2 separate regions of the Drosophila melanogaster genome follow, and region 1 is linked to region 2. A link is a contact called in public Hi-C data. All regions are on one chromosome and are shown on one strand. The core of a region is the stretch at or near the end of the contact, and the rest is flanking DNA. Distances in the headings are between cores, read along the strand shown. Region 1 overlaps Mob2 (Mob2,). Region 2 overlaps simj (simjang).

Region 1 (3,928 bases), core at 347-2,846, 870 kb after region 2:
GCCGCCGATCAGGCGGATCTTTCGATGACAGGAATCGAAGAGGGAGGTTCGGGTGGGCGCCTGTGAGGTGGGTGACATGATGATATGGCCACCACTGTGGTTGTTGTTGCTGCTGTTGGTGATGTTGTTGGTGTTGTTGTTGGTGTTGTTGGTGTTGCTGCTGGGATAATTCCGATCGCTAATGAGCAGTTGTTGTGCTGCACTGGCTTTCCACGCTTGTTGTTCACTTGTTTTGCAATTGTAATTACCACTGTAGTCGTTGTTGTTGCTACTGGAGTGTCTGGTGTTTTTACTGTTTCTATAATGAGTGTTGTTATGATTGTTAATGCAACTATTAGACAAACTGTGGCTGCTGCCACTGGTGCTGCTGTTGCTGCAGTTGCTGTTGATGCTGTTGATGCTGCGGCAACTGTCGTCGTCGTCGGTCGAAGTTGCCAGTTGCTGCTGCTGCTGTTTTGGCTTCTTGTTGCGCCTCAGTGCTGCTGCGAAATTGTAGCTGCTCGACTCCTTTTTCTTCTTCGACTTCTTCAGCAACTGCTCAGAGTTTGAGTTCAACGTTGTGGCAAGATACAATAAACAATTGTCGCCTTGCTGATAGGAAGAAGTTTGCTGCTGCTGCTGCTGCTTGAAGTAATATTCTGTGTCATGTGTCGTCTGCTCTGCTGCTGCGACTTTTGGCAACTTGTGTTGCTGCTGCCGGAAGCGTTGCAACAGCGTTTTGCGCTGCTGCTGCTGCTTGCCGCCTGGTGTTGCTGCTGCTGCTGTCGATGTTGCTGCTGCTGCTGCTGCTGTTGTTGTTGTTGTTGTGGTCGTCTTCGTTCCGAAGCCGATTTGCACGATGTGCTGAGTGGGCGCTCTCAACATTATTCACTGTCACTTTTGGCTTTTATTCATTTGTCACTATAATTCACTTATTTGTTGTTGCTGCTGCTGCTGCTGCGACTGTTAACTGATTTTGCACACATTTTAATCTTATTCAGTTCGTTTTTTTCCATCTTTCACTCTTGTTTCAGACAAACTTTCTTCTAAATGAAAATAAAACAAATATGGCATTAGGTTTCGGCCCGAACTTTCAACTTCTTTGGCCATTCCCTTTTGCGTTGCTTTGGCGAAATGGCAAAAAGAAAAGATTGTTAACTTCTCGTGCTTGGCTAGTATGTACATATGCATGTGTCATTCGTCGGCTTTAAATTTTTCCACAAGAACTGCACAGTGGACACCAGCTACATTGAACCTGTTTCGATCATATTTATTTATATCTGTGGCCAAAATAATTGTTGCACGTAAATAAGCCTGCGAGATGTCATTCTAAATATACGAAATCGATTTGACGAAAGTCTTAATCCACCTAATCCCACTGGATTCGAGTAGGCCAAACCAATTTTGTAATTTTGTAATAAATTCTGGTTTCGGTAATCTTCCACAGTGCGATGGATGGCAATGCCATACCCCATGTGCCATTAGCTTTTGTATTTATTATTTAGTTTTAATACATATAAATGTGCGCGCTACCCGGGCATAAATCCCCCATATACATATATTTCAATATATATATTTGTGTGCATATATATTTGGCGTTAGAAAACGCGATCGCGTGAGTTTTTCGACTCGTTGCGTAGTTCACACAAAAAAACAAAAACAAATGCAAACAAATTCGCAATGGTGAGTGATTTGAGTTGGCGCGCGTGTTTGTGTGTATTTGTGTGAGTTGCTAAGCTAAAATCCGCTTATATGTTAATTAGATTTACTAAAGAAATAAATTATAAGTTTCTTCCTTTTTGTGTTGACTTGAACTTTAGCAGCTTATTTGTTTGACTTTTTCTCTTTCCTGCACTTTAATTAATGCAAATGCTTCCAAACACTCGAGGGAACAGCAAGTTTAAAGATTTAATTGTACAAATAAATGGAGAAATAAAACAAACAAAACCCGCGTTGCCCCTTACGTTTCTGAGTTCCTTTTTATGCATTCAATTCAAATTGTCTCTTATTTATGCGTTTTTTTTTAAGTCATACTTTAAGTTTTTAACTCTGGCACAGGCCAAAAGAAAAAGAAAGTAAGAGGCGGCGTCATTCGTAGCTTACGCAATCGCTGGCAAAAAAAAAAAAAAAAATGAAGCGAAACGACAAAGTAAAATTAAAACACATCATTAAAGAAGAAGCCCGGGCCAAGAAATGGGCTGGGTCTTTAAGAAACTGGAAAACCTGATGCCTCAAAGACGAAGGCGAAAAAAAAGTAAACTGACTGGCAGAGAGGCAGTAAAAAAGAAAAAACAGGAGTCGGGCAAGCGATAACCTTCACCCAAATACCCACATTTAATGGATTGGGTCCACCCTAGCCGTGTTCAAAAGAGAAGGGCCATCATCTAGCCAGAAAGGCCAAATAGATTGCAACTTGATTGAATGGCGGAACATTTGAAACTATTTGCTAAATGCAAATCGATACGATACGATGATGGCAGTACATTATCCCAAAAGGATGGCCATTCAAAAATCAAGCAGCAAGGACGAATTTAGTTTGATGGATGTAAATTGAAGTGCGAAAGATTTATACTTTTAGCATTGAACTTTGAGATAAGTTGCTTACTTTTTATTCCGCTTAAATATTTTTATTATGATTATCATACATTCGTATTACGATTCCTTTTAAATATTTTGTTTACAAATCCAAAGCAATATAAATTTGTCAAAAACAAGCAAATATATATAATAATTTGTCCCAAAATTGCAGTACTTTTTCCCCACATTTAACAGATTAAGCCCTGCTGGTCGTCAGCTAAGCATAGTAAGCCCTGCTCAAGTTGGCGATTACAGTATCGCAAGTGTACACATCTACGAACGAGTATGACACATGGATTTCAGATTTATGAATATGCCACAGAATTTCCCGGCACATGACAAACAAGAAAGAGCTTATCTGACATGAGGCAACGTGCCCGATGAGCGAATTCAGTGATTCAGTTGGCACGAGACAAGCGAGATGACGACTTAAATACGGATGGTAAATGTACATATATACATCCATCCATACAGATATGGTAGGTATATAGAAAACTATCTGCCATTGAGCTAGCTTGGAAAAGTAAAAGAAATAGGTGTGAAAAATAGAATGGCCTCGGTTTTGACACCTCCCCACCTCGCCGAGGGTCTTGGGAACTTTCACAACTGGCGAGTAGCCGAGATTAAATTGCCTGGATGGATGATGATGGGTGGTGCCGGACAGCATCGGGCTAAGAAAATCGAAAGTACGCCTTATGGATCGGCGACTGTAAGACACTTCTAGTCCACAATGGCCATGTAAAGGGGAGGGGGGGAACTTTCTATTACACTCTTTATTAGCGAATTACATGCATGCAATTCTGGAAACTTTTCAGCCTCGTCATGATGCCATTTGTATTGCCATTTTGAAGGCAACGTGCCTTGGCCATATAAATTGCTAGAATTAAGCCAAGCCGGCAGCCATGAAAGTTTCCATAGAAAGCCGAGTGCAAAAGCGTAAAACAAATCTTCTTCGCGCGATGTGGAGGTGATCACGATGATGATGACACTTGGGATTTTTCGAAACTCCTCTAACCGGCAATTGACACTGCTTGGTTTTTATTTTTTTTTTTGGTGGAAAATGGGGCGGATAGTTCACTTGAGTGTGCGCAACACGCTTCGAGAATTTTAAAATGAAAGTTCGTGCCCGTTCACGGTTGACAAAGCATGCGGAAATCTCAAAGCCCAAACTCAAGCCAAAGAAATAAGAAATAAATCGCTTAGGAGCGAAATAAAAGTGTGAAGCGGAGATGCGGAGATATAAGTTGGTATAAAAGTCTAACCAAGAAAGGAAAAACAAAAGGCGAAGAAAAAAAAAATAATATAATTATATTATTTTAATGTGTTTTCTCTGCTCTGAGTGATGCCTTTTCCTCGCTTTTCCCTGTTTTCA
Region 2 (3,782 bases), core at 507-3,006:
GTGCCACCAGAAACACGCCCAAAACCAAAACCCAAAACCAAAGGCAATAACACCAACAACTGAAACCAGAGCAGCGACCATTGTTGGGCGGCGGGGGTTGAGGGGGGTTGAACCATCACCAACCCCACCCACTTCGCCTATCTGCCACCCCCTCCAAATGCCCCACACCCCCTCGCTGAAGAGTTGCCTGCATAAAATATTTCTAGATACACATTTTTGTGTTAGGGCAAAAGGCAAAAGAAGAAGCAGGCAAAATAAAAAAAAAAAAAGTTACCCAACATACAGACAGGTCAAAAAGGGGGGGAGGGGGTGGAGGGTTTTTTAGGGGGTGGCACGTGGGTGGCGCCATCGGGCTGTGTTGCTATGTGGGCGTAACCTCAGGGGAAGTGGGGACTTCGTAACCGGCGAATAAGGGAGCCCAGACGTAAAGGCTTTCCACGCTCTTTCCCTTCCTCGTTTTTTAAAGCCCATTTTAAAGGTTCGCGAAAAGTTTCTAGAACAGCAGCCGCCCACTTGGGGTTTTTCCCCACCCCCTTTTGCGGCGCATTTTTCCCTCCAACTTGGCGGGGGAACCGCATTAAGTGAAGTAACTTGTCGAATCTGTTTTTCTTCTTGTTTCCTAATGGCACTTTTTTACTCGAGGGTTGCATTATTATCATGAAAACTTAAGAACAACTTGGAAGCCTTTTCCAATGTTTTTTTTTAAGGAGAGTTTCTTGTAACTAGTAGCCTATCAGGTAATACCCATTTAATTAGTTAATATAATATAATTTAAAAATGTGCGAGTTTGTCTAAGATCTCTATAATATTCCATGCTTTTTATCCAAATTTTCCCATGTTATTTCATAATTCATGAACCTTATTTAAAACGAAATATCATATGGGAATGTATTTAGAATCAGTTCATCCCTGCGAAAGTATTTAATATTTTTCACTAATCCGTTTTAATAGGCTATAATAGATGATTTAAATTGGTTCTTAGCATTAATGGAAATGCATTCATAAAAGAACTATGTACATATCCACCAAAAAGTAGAAATGAATAAATTTGTTGCTGTAAGGATTGCTTTGGTGAAATTCCCACGAGGATTAGTTATTATAATCACTTGCTGTTTGTATTTGTTAATATGTGCGTGGTGATTTAACATTTTTTTTTATATGTGAAGCGTTGAAGAACAACAAATAACCGGTATCATTTAGTCGTGCAGCTTAACTAACAAATATGTGTTATTCTTGCTGCTTTTTGCGCTGTTTTCGGTGGTTGAAATACGTGGAAAGTGCGTGGCATTTGCAGGTTAAGGCAACGGGTGGGTGTTTGAACTCGAAAAAGGGGCGGGGCAGTAGAAAATACCACCCACTGTCTGCGTGTGACAACCCAGCTTGTTTGTTGAGAATCGTTGGGATTTTCATAATTTTGCAACCATTATGTAAACAACAAAGCAGTTTCTTTCCATCGACGGTTCTTGCAACATGGAAATGAACATTATAACTACTGGGTGATGCTAAAGTTTTTTCCGGTGCTGCTGGCACATTTGATTGTCGATTCCCACCTCAGTTTTCAAATTGGTTCTCTTTCTTGTGGTTTTTTGTTTGAGACCATTTGTTGTTGCTTGGGCTATTTGGTGGCTCTTTAATTGCCTGATTAGCTGTCCCGATGCTTGCACACACAGCTGTACATAGCGGTGTCCACTGTACATGGTATATGGTGTATATATATATATATACACGAAAGTAGAACCCAAACGGCGGAATCTATGTGTGTTTGTTTGGGTGTGTGTGTGTGTGTGTTGCGTGTGCACACAGGCAAACATTCCATGCCCGTGTATATAAGGCTGCTCGCTCTCTCCCTCGCTTCCTCTCTCACTCACTCTCTCTCGCTTTTTGTATCGGTCTGTCGCCTTCTCTACCCGATTCCACCTATACGTCAACCTCCCGTCCGCTCTTCTTCTTCCGCCGATTCGACATCTTGGGGCTGCTGCGCTTCGGTAAATTATAATTTATGCACATCCCGATGTGGTTAACATTTTTTAATGGCCGATTTTGAAGCACATTTGAAGAGTTTTGAAAGGCATCAAACTACTCAGCTGCTAAATATTCATCATAATTCAAAAGTTGTGATTGTTGTTGTTGCTTTGGCATAGCTTAGATACTTATCCCGAATATCTCTTATATCTTATGGGAAAGTATCTATTCACTTGTCTCTGGATTACATGTTTCAATGGCCTATATTCCACGCATTTGATGTTTTTTTTTTTTGTATTTGTCTGTTTTTAAAAAACCATAAATCTTTGTTGGGAAATATATCAGATACTCCAATTACAATGAATTTCTTTCATTCAAAAAATATTCTTCATTCATATTGAAATCAATAGCATAGTCATATAGTTTATTATTTAGATATGAAAATAATTCGTTGGCTTGTGCTTTTTGTTAAGAGATGGTTAAGAGATGTTAGGATATCTGTTATTAAATACATCCTGTTGGCGGTAAAATATATTTTCATTGTCCTCGACCTGCAGTTTTTTCGCTGCTATTTAAATGGGCAGCTGTCAGCTGCTGCGCCCCTCTCTATCCCTCTCTGTCTCTCCCTTTCGCACAATGTCCGCCCTCTCTTTTTCGCACATTATGCATTGCCTCTCAATTTCATTTAGTTTTGTGTGTTTGGTTTTTGTGTTTTTCTGCTATCGCCCTCTCGTTCGGACATTTGCTTTTGGCCGCTTGAGGCAATTGACCGTTTAAATGACTTTTCTGTCGATTGTTGTTTTTTTGAAAATGCTTCTTATTTATCTTTGAAAGCTAAAACAGAGTTGCCATCTTCGATTATGAATAATTTGTAATTTATGGCCTTATTTACGATTGTCATGGTCGTAAAGTTAAAGTTGTATGGAAAATGAAGTACAGTTGCGAAATTTCCGAAGTAATAGTATTATTTACCATATTTGATTGCTAGCGATTTATGCACTGCTATAATAACCGCTGTAACCGTTAAACAAATACAATGGTAATGAAACATGGTAGTAATTATCAATTAGCACCACAGTTCTAATAGTACTGAAAATTGTTAGTGATTAATTTCAATACACGTACTTGCGGTGTACGCTATGTATTGTTTACTTTACGATAGATAAAGCGCTGCTGTAAACAGTTTGCAAAAGCCTACGTTGATTTCCTCACTTTGTGCTGATTTTTCATGGTCAGCTCTTGCTGACTAATTATTTAAAAGGTATCGGCGATAATTATTGTTGGCCAACACAAACAAGAAGAAGAAAAACCGCCAGGCCAATTTGGTTGTTTGCTGACGATCATTTCACTCAAGAAAAAAATTATAAAACAAAAAAACGAGAAAAAAACAAAAGGCAGGCGGCTAAAAAAAGTGGCAAAGCTACTTTTTGTTGTTATTTCTTTTGGCTTACCTTTTTTTACCTGTTTATATTCAAAGAGCGCCATCTCCCTCGCACGCACAACCCAGCCACTAGTACATATGTTTGTGTGTATGCTGGCCATCTATATGGTGTACATATGTATATACATACCAACCCATATATATATATATATATAAAGAGAGCGAGAGAGAGCGCAAAACACGCGCGCGAGCTCGTTACACGTCATTAAGTGCAAAAATAAGAACAAGCGCATAAAAAAAAAAGAATTGTGCCGCACATAGAAGGCAGCACAACTAATACTAGTTTTAGTGGCAGCCACTAGTGCTTGGACTAGTGGCTGTAGTTGCAGCATCACTTAGCTCGTTACCGTTATTTGGTTGCATACAGCGATTTCTCTTT

What was found. Hi-C and Micro-C count contacts between places; a contact is called where the count stands out from the background.
Region 1: a Hi-C map of the Kc167 cell line shows a contact between it and region 2, with 3 times the contacts expected there.

What each region holds. Positions count from the first base shown.
Region 1 is chr3L:11,541,810-11,545,737 of dm6, forward strand. The region is part of intron 1 of Mob2 (Mob2,); the gene reads right to left. Among named protein-coding and RNA genes, the nearest start is that of mir-4968, 8.9 kb to the right of the region's middle.
Region 2 is chr3L:10,672,480-10,676,261 of dm6, forward strand. All of the region lies in intron 1 of simj (simjang), which reads left to right. Among named protein-coding and RNA genes, the nearest start is that of simj, 9.6 kb to the left of the region's middle.